Linked DNA regions of Mus musculus: regions 2 and 3 are each linked to region 1. Evidence: chromatin contacts called from public Hi-C data. All regions are on one chromosome and are shown on one strand. The core of a region is the stretch at or near the end of the contact, and the rest is flanking DNA. Distances in the headings are between cores, read along the strand shown. Region 1 overlaps Lpp (LIM domain containing preferred translocation partner in lipoma). Region 2 overlaps Lpp (LIM domain containing preferred translocation partner in lipoma). Region 3 has its middle 15 kb from the start of Gm32126.

Evidence for each region. Hi-C and Micro-C count contacts between places; a contact is called where the count stands out from the background.
Region 2: a contact with region 1 is called in a Hi-C map of muscle stem cells, with 1.9 times the contacts expected there. The contact joins two enhancer-like sites. A contact is called at or near these places in 1 of 484 Hi-C or Micro-C datasets (muscle stem cells) and 1 of 9 other capture datasets (liver).
Region 3: a contact with region 1 is called in a Hi-C map of myocytes, with 5 times the contacts expected there. The contact joins two enhancer-like sites.

What each region holds. Positions count from the first base shown.
Region 1 is chr16:24,560,311-24,563,208 of GRCm38.p6, reverse strand. All of the region lies in intron 4 of Lpp (LIM domain containing preferred translocation partner in lipoma), which reads right to left. Among named protein-coding and RNA genes, the nearest start is that of Gm24440, 160 kb to the right of the region's middle. Within about 2 kb of position 1,363, at least 13 of the 459 cell types and tissues checked have an H3K27ac peak or open chromatin away from gene starts, as enhancers often do. A contact at or near this core is called in muscle stem cells and myocytes, where this site is marked.
Region 2 is chr16:24,829,806-24,832,545 of GRCm38.p6, reverse strand. The region is part of intron 8 of Lpp (LIM domain containing preferred translocation partner in lipoma); the gene reads right to left. Among named protein-coding and RNA genes, the nearest start is that of Mir28a, 3.3 kb to the right of the region's middle. Within about 2 kb of position 1,410, at least 7 of the 459 cell types and tissues checked have an H3K27ac peak or open chromatin away from gene starts, as enhancers often do. A contact at or near this core is called in muscle stem cells, where this site is marked.
Region 3 is chr16:24,173,312-24,176,035 of GRCm38.p6, reverse strand. No RefSeq gene overlaps it. Among named protein-coding and RNA genes, the nearest start is that of Gm32126, 15 kb to the right of the region's middle. Within about 2 kb of position 1,250, at least 32 of the 459 cell types and tissues checked have an H3K27ac peak or open chromatin away from gene starts, as enhancers often do. A contact at or near this core is called in myocytes, where this site is marked.

The sequences.
Region 1 (2,898 bases), core at 114-2,613:
CTGGAACCAATTAGATTTCCTCCACGATCTCAAAATTTCCCAACTCTCAAGTTAGAAATGTTGGGTAGATTAACTCGTAAGATATTTCGAAGATTCTATGCCCCAGTACAGGGGAATGGCAGGGCCAAGAAGCAGGAGTGGGTGAGTTGGGGAGCAGGGCTGGGGTGGGAGGAGGGTATAGGCGACTTTTGTAGAGGAAACCAGTAAAGGGATGCATTTGAAATGTAAATGAAGAAAATATCTAATAAAAAAATTCCCTCTGGTTTTAAAAGACATTCTGACTTGTTTGTACCAATAAGACTGATTATTCACACTGGATAAATCAAATAACAGAAGAGAAATTTGCCTTTACTTAATGGTATTAATAATGAGTAAGTTTCTCAGTTACTCTAAAATGAGACATAAGATAGCATTATCACATAGCCTTTCTCAACCTGTGGGTCGCACCCTGTTTGGCAACCATTTATCTCTAAAAATATTTACATTGGGATTCAGAACAGTAGCAAAATTACAGTTAGGAAGAAACAATGAAAATAATTTTATAGTTGAGGGTCACCACAGCATGAGGACTGTATTAAAAGGCTGCAGCTTTTGGAAGGGTAAGAACTACTGCCCTAGAGGAAGACTGACTCCCTTCCTGTCTAACCTGAAACGGCATGTTGCTGAAGCGAGCAACAGTCAAGAGTCTAATATACAATTACAGCATACATATACTCTAAAGCCCAATCAGCAACTGTTCTCTGTTAGATCAAAGAATCAAGAGCTAAACAGAATACCAATTTTCCACACAAGGCTCTGTGATGAAGTCAAAGGATTTTGGAAACATGGCAGAAGAGGAAGATAATATTCTAGTTACTAGACCATTCAGCATGACAAAACACGATCAACTGGGACACCTTTGTCTATTGATAAGCAGGTGATAAGATGACCTCAGAGAGGGAGGATGCGCTGCCCAAGGTCATATCAGGACTGAGGATATTCTCGCTGCTTCTAGCCCACAGGACACACAGAGCTCACTGCTTCACTCTGCAAAGCAATGTGAACCTAATCTACCCAAGTAACAAAGAATAAGTGCACGCAAGATTACAGCTACTATCTTCACAAAAAAAAAAAAAAAAAAAGAAAAGAAAAGAACAAAACGAGTGGCTGATTAATCTTATTCAAGGCAATTTCCCAAAAATGAAAATTAACATTTCATAGGGCAATATAAATAAGTCCATGAGAATTAATTATGTATTATTCCTCTAACGAGTCATGTAGAAAATGGAGATAGCCAATGGTCTGCAGGAGGCCAGAGTAGCTCTTGTAGTACAGAGACCAACTATTTGGAAATGATACCTCATGCTCTTTAAGAGTAAACAGGGTGTATGATTTCAAACCCCGTGAAGTGCAGCTTTAAATAGATTTGGTTTGGAAATGGGACAAGGAACACACCACAGTGATGGGCCAAGATCAAAAGCAGAGGGAAAACAATGATTACACTCATTGATATCTGCTGACACGTTCACTGTCAAGTCTAATTATGGACTGACTGTTGTTCGGTATCATTCCCACTAATACCCATTTTTACCACAAGACTGTTGTACATGTTTATGTCATGCTCCCAGAACACTTAGTCCTCCATCTTTCAAAGGTTGAAACCATTCTATCCTTCAGTTCACACCAGTTTATAAATCCAAAAGACAGGGATTACATTGCTCGACAGATGACTGACAAACCAATACAGAGACAGAAAAACTGACTGACAGACAGGCAGGCGGGCAGGGAGGCAGACAGACAGACAGATGAGGTAGGTAGATGTCAGTAGATAGATGGAGAGATAGGCAGATAGGTAAATAAGTAGGTAGGGAAAGAGAGAAAGAGAGAGATGCTTGATTTCCCATTTTAAAGAACAGTCACTGTAACTTTTCAAGGTTTAATTAAAATATCTCTTTGTCTTGAGATGGATTTCGGTAGGAAAGTGAATACAGTTAACTAGATGATCCTCAAAACTTGCTGTATCAGCATTTAATAAATGGAAGCTAAGGAAATAGGTACGTGATAGGTGAAGGCCTTGGAGGAGCAGCTCTCTAGATCTCTGAAGTAGAAAATTCAGGCAGTTTCACTTTTTAAATCCCCTCTGGGTTTAGCACTCTGAGCTGTCCTAGCTGGTGAAATGGTTCACCCTGGATTAGTCAAAGGACAGAAGAGGGTTCTACTTCTTTGTTAGGATGTTGATAGTGGATGAGTTGACCAGGTCCCCTGAAAGTTAGTGCTATATCAGTGTCAGAGAATGGGGGGATATTGTCTCCCTTCCTTTCTGACTTAAAGGTACATGTCATAGGGACAATCAAAAACTAAAACAAGAGATGCCTTCAAGAAGTTTTCATTGGACATATTTGTCCATGAAAATGACATGTTAAAAACAAGTTTTTGTGGAGACATTGTGTATAACACAGTAAGACTAAAAGATATATATACATATATATGTATGTATATATGTATGTCATATATTTCTGAATACACATTTCTTTACAGCATTTCCTTCAATAGAACTAAAAAAAATCCAACTAGACTCACAACTGTGTTAATTCTAGAAATTTCTCAATTCCTGTCACCCACCTGCTTCACATTTACTCTATTTGATAAATATTAGCTTTAAATATCATATTAGACTAAAACTATAATTTCTATTTGATTATAAATTGGTAATTTCTGTGATTACGGGGCAGTAGCAACCAATTTTAACTTTTTTTAAAGAACTGTGTGAGGTCAGGTTTGCAATTCATCGTCACTGAAATAGTACACTGACTGATGTTATTAACACAATAGTCTATGAAACAAATGATTACAGCATTGTAAATGATCCAATCTTAGCTTTCTACTCCAAGGCCTCAAGTTAGGAGCATCATGTTGACC
Region 2 (2,740 bases), core at 161-2,660, 270 kb before region 1:
AGCTGTGCGCTGCCGTGTGTGGGTGCGAGGCAGTGAACTCAGGTTCTCTGTTAAAGTGGCGTGCATGCTCACTATGGAGCACGTGTGTCTCCAGCCCTGGAATAATATCACTGGTGCTGTTTTGGCCTTCAGCTTTCTTACTCCATGCTTGCCATTTTCCATGAGAAGTATTTTGATACTTCACAAATGAGCAACTGGGAAATAATGAAGGCAAGGTGTTCAAGATCACAGAACTGGGATAAGGAGGAAACAGGATCTATAATAAAATGCAGTGGTTGTAGAAATTTTCACCCCTAGAGACAGGGAAGGTAGCCCAGGGCAGCAGTGTAATCAGAATGACATCTATTCGCTGTAACAATCCTACGGCTACAAATGTAGCATCACATGAACAACATGGAGCTCTGGAGGTTTTCTGAGCCTCATCACTCCATTCTGAGTAGGGGGTAGAATCCATGTTGTCCCAGGCTCTATTCTTTTTTTTTTTTTTAAAGATTTATTTATTTATTTATTTATTATATGTAAGTACACTGTAGCTGTCTTCAGACGCACCAGAAGAGGGCATCAGATCTCATTACGAGTGGTTGTGAGCCACCATGTGGTTGCTGGGATTTGAACTTTGGACCTTCGGAAGAGCAGTCGGGTGCTCTTACCCACTGAGCCATCTCACCAGGCCCCCAGGCTCTATTCTTTTTCTGAGTTACAAGTAGTTCAGCCACCGCCCCAGGTCATTCAACATTTTCACGCTTCAAGACGAGGCTTCTTAACTATCCACAGAGGCTTTTGAGATGAGCAGGAAACAAGAAATGTGGAGAGCACACTGCTTTCATTTGGCACAATTATAATTACAGCAAGATGATTGTAAATAACACAATCATTATGAGAGTATTAACCAAATGCATAGCAGGTGATTTACTGAAGAGACTAATGAGATATGGGCCCTGTTCTCATAGAGAAAAAAAAAAAAAAAGGAAAAGAAAATAAAATGAGAGAAAAGTCTACAAAGCCAAAGCAAACTGTACTGAAGTGTTACACTTCTTCATAGCAAAAGGGGTGTTGCAGTTGGGGTCATGGGGAGACACTCATAAGAGAAAGTAACATCTGAACTGCGTCCTGGAGACAGGTGGACGTGGGACACCTGGGCATGTAGACACATGGCATCTCAGGTGAAGACCCAAGGAGAAAAAGCAGGTGCATCAGGCTGGCAGCCTAATTGCTTCAGGTCAGCGCAGGGTCAGGTCCCTCAGTGTCTCTGTGCTCATTGTTTGCTCTACTGTCCACTCCGAGTAGGAAGCCAGCAGGGTGTTTTAGTGAAGGGGTGGAAAGTGTCTGCTGATAGCATCAACCCACAGGAGGCTGCTGAGTGAGCTGTCTGCAGATCACCTCAGGACCGTGGCACAGCAGGCCAGCTGTTCCAGACGAGGCCAAACATTACTCACCGAAATGCACGCTCTTGCTGCTGATTTTTTAAAGTGATTACTTTAATGAGAGGCTGGAGAAAAATGAGCATGCCAAGAACTCAGCATGCAGGGGGAAGGTTGGGGTGGAGAAATCTGGGTGCCCCAGGACTGCACTGAGATGGTCATGCTTCCACGGGGGAAGGGGGAGAGTGTAATAACGGAATCTGGGTTAGTTTTATCTTCTCCTTTGGCAGTTTTCATAGAGTCGTGAAAGTATTTTTATGTCCTGACTTTAGATAAGTGCTTATCTAAAAGCTAGCTGAAACACTCTCCATCCACTGCCTAGGCACCTACTTTCCAGTTTAGGAGGCATCTTCATATAATACCAACACTGTTATACAGACAGACTGAAAGAATTCAATACCCACTGCCTCTAAAACTTGTTCTACAATTATATGTAGTGACCAAGAGTCAGGGATTTCTTTCCCCCTCTTCCTCTTCTCTTAACAAGGAAATTATAGAAATATATAAATTAAGGACACAGCAGCCTGACCAGTAAGAACTCTAGATTTTTCTCCATAAAGTTTCCAAATGCTATTAGACGGTGGTTTTGCTTCTCGAGGTCCTGTTTCCCTGTGTTTAATGTTCATCTGCTTCACACACTTGTTTTTTTCTTTTTCAACAAACTATGGAGCAGAAGCAACATCAGGCAAGCAGATAAGATGCACAACAAGGACCTACAAACCACTACCACCCATCCCTGGCATTCTTCAACATGGCAGTTAATTGTTTTAAGACTTACTTATTTTATGTGTATGAGTGTCTTGCCTGCATGTATGTATGTGTACCATGTTCATGCCTGATGCTCGTGGGTGTCAGAAGAAGTTATTAGATCTCCTGTTACTGAAGTTATGGATGGGTGTGGGCCACCACGTGGGTGCTGGAAATTGAACGAGGATCCTCTGGAAGAGCTTAAGAGTTAAGTGCTCTTAACTGCTGAGCCATCTACCCAAAACCATAACAGCTAAAATTTGCTAAGGCAAGGTCTACTCTAAATACTTGCAATGCATCCGTTTTCCCTGCTTAGGTATTTCCCCTTTGCCCTCATTCAGCAATGGGGACAGAAAGCACCAAGGTATAAGCAGAAAATGCTAGCTACTACAGCCAAGAAAGATCCTATCCTTAGTCTCTTGCCATTGCACAACCGGGGAAACTTAAAAGTGTGTCACTGCTGGTATATTTTCCCTCCTCTCTTTCCAAGCTCCAGGTCATGGTGTTATAGTCTATGCATAACTAAAGGTGAAATCTGTTACTCCAAATAGCATGAACTGATCAGACATGGG
Region 3 (2,724 bases), core at 1-2,500, 390 kb after region 1:
GAGACTAAGCATCCCTAGCCTAGGGGATGCTCCTGGCCCAGCCTTCCAGTAGTCACCTTATAGGGAGCATTCTTGGCTTCTGTTGTACAGAGGGGGAAACTGAGGTTTTGGGAAGCTACGGCACTTAAGTCTGGGATGGAGTAGGACCAGAGGGCTGTGGAAGTATTGAGAGGCCCACTAAAGCTGGTCTGGCCCTGGCTTGAGCTCCAGTCTCGTTTCCCTTGTGTCTTGCCCTCTGCCCATATCATTGGCCTGGCTTACTGTTCTAGATGCTCTTGCTGCGTGCACATAATCTCTTTTTCTCTTCGCTAAGTTCTAAACTCTAGACAGGAGCCTTTAATTCCGTCTTGCGACCCAAGTTGCCCTCCCTCGATTGGAGTTGATAATATGCTCCATTGCTACTTGCTTACCTTCAAAGCTTTGAAGGCAAGGGAGTGGCCCAGCCTCTTGGAACCCCACAGAGTGTTGTCCTTGAGAAATGCTTGTGGAATGGTGAGTTAACCAGCAGACTAAAACATTCAAGCTCGTGGCTGAGGCAGAGTTTGCTCCTAGACTCCTGGGAGGGAGAAAGGCATCTGTTGTTCAACAGTCGTGGTCTTGAGGAGGAACGGGAACAGCACCAGCTGTTTATGGGAACTTCTGTGATTAGAGCAGTCTGAGGAGGCAAGAGTTCAAGACACCTGTGTTGTCCAGGTTAACACTTTAGGTTTTCCTCTCCCCTCCTCCCTTTTCCTGTGAATAGAAGTATCCTAACTTATCATTTAGTTGTGAAGAGGACGACATAAGTAGGTTTCTGTAAGGTGTGTCTAGGAGGATTGACACCTACAAAGCCTTTGATAAAGGATAGTCACTAGCTAGTACACAGGACCATTTCTTCTCCTTGGAGCCAACTAGCACCTAAGGACAAAAAAAAAAAAAAAAAAAAAAAAAGGAGTATGGTAGGAAGCCCCCGATTTGGACCCTGAACTGTCTTCTCAGTGCATGAGTGCTGTACATTTTAGGGAGGGTTATCCAGGATTCCAAATGATGGTTTTTAAAAATGGTGTCTGATCTAGCCCGAGGCTAAGTCATTCGTCCCTTCCAATTATGTAAGTATTCAGCAGCAATTCAGGAGTCAAGTGAGTCTAGTCCTTGGGCCACAGACTCTGTTCTTGTGACCTTCCTTTTAGAAAGCCACAGGTGTAGGGGTGGTGAAAAACAGAGGCTGGGAGGCTGGGATCCTCCCAACTTGGATTTATCCTCTGACTCACTCTGTGATCATGGGCCATTTGCTCCCTGTGGGAACCAGTCACATGAGCAGAACAGGCTAGTGCTCAGGCTGTTGTGGAACCAAGGGTGCACCACAGTCTGCACTCTCCAGATAGTAGGTTCTCTCTCTTTCTCTTTTCCCCTCTCCGTCCCTCCCTTCTTCCCTCTTTCCTCTCCTCCCTCCCCCTCTTCCCTCCCTCTGCCTCTCTCCCTCTGCCTCTCCCTCTCCCTCTCCATCTCTCTCATCTCCATACCTGCCTGTTCTGGAGAGAGGGGTAGGAGGAAGCAGCTGAGACAGAACATGGTAATTTCTGTCTTTCCTAGCTTGAAAACAGCCCAGGAAAATACATAAGGCATATGTCATAATTGTCATCTTACAAAGGTAAAAACTGATGCTCAGAGAGACCGAGAGGCCCAAGGTCCCCTTGCTCAGTGAAGACCGCACTTTTACTTTCTCTATTCTGAATTTCTTAGCCAGTGATTCTTAGGACTAGTGGTGGCTGTGGCTGAGTGGGTTCCTTCACCAAAACGAGGTCCTTTACTCCTCCTGATCTGGTTCCCTTGTCCCTCTTGTCCCCATTCGAATCCTCTAAGAGTAGATGTGATGGGCTACAACTGGGACTAGTCCACTGAACAGACCTGGAAAGAGGGTGATTTCCCCATTGCCATCCTGTGCTCAAACTGTCTTCAGGTCCTCATGTAGCATCTTATGAGCAAGCCTTCATGTAAGAACCTGGGGGACTTCAAGCTACTGTTCTCCTGGGACTCTAATGCAGAGTACTGGCAAGGTAGACAGTGGCAGGAGCAACTGAGGCCAAGTGTGACAATGAGACTCCTGAGCTGCATGGTTGACCTGCTTGGAGGGGTTGAAGACAAGTAATTGGGCAGAAAGTCATGCACCTGGAAGATCAAAAGATAAGCTTTCTAAGAGGCGGGCAGGTGGGCAGGGAACAGTGTGAGTCAAGAAGTTGGAAGAATCCAGGCAACTCTGTTGAAACCTTTCTCGTTTCTTCTGTCTCTGCCTATAGTGTTCGCTGCCCCCGCCCTCTCAAGTCTCCAAAGGCTCCCAACTGGTCTCCCCACTCGGCTCCATACACCCCTACCTGGATCTCCACCTTCCTGTTCAGTCCTCTCCCTCTTGCTCCGGTTTGAGCACGCAGTGCTGCACGCCAGCCAGGTGAAGCTACTCAGTCTTCCTGCTCCTGTACTTTTCCACTGTTCACTTTCTCTTGTGTTCTGTGCCTGTGCACCATTCCTAGTTCTGCAAGTGCAAGCCCAGCTTCAGACTTTCAGTCTACTCCAAATGGACCTCCCTTAATCCTACCTCGGTATATATGGGGATGTCTGGTCTGATCTCCTATTTTTTTTGGGGGGGGTGGGTATTTGCAGCCATTTGAGTGTTAGCTACTTCTCTTCCAGTTTTACCTCCTGGAGAGACTGGAATCATCTTGCAGTTAGAAAAGGGATCACATTCAG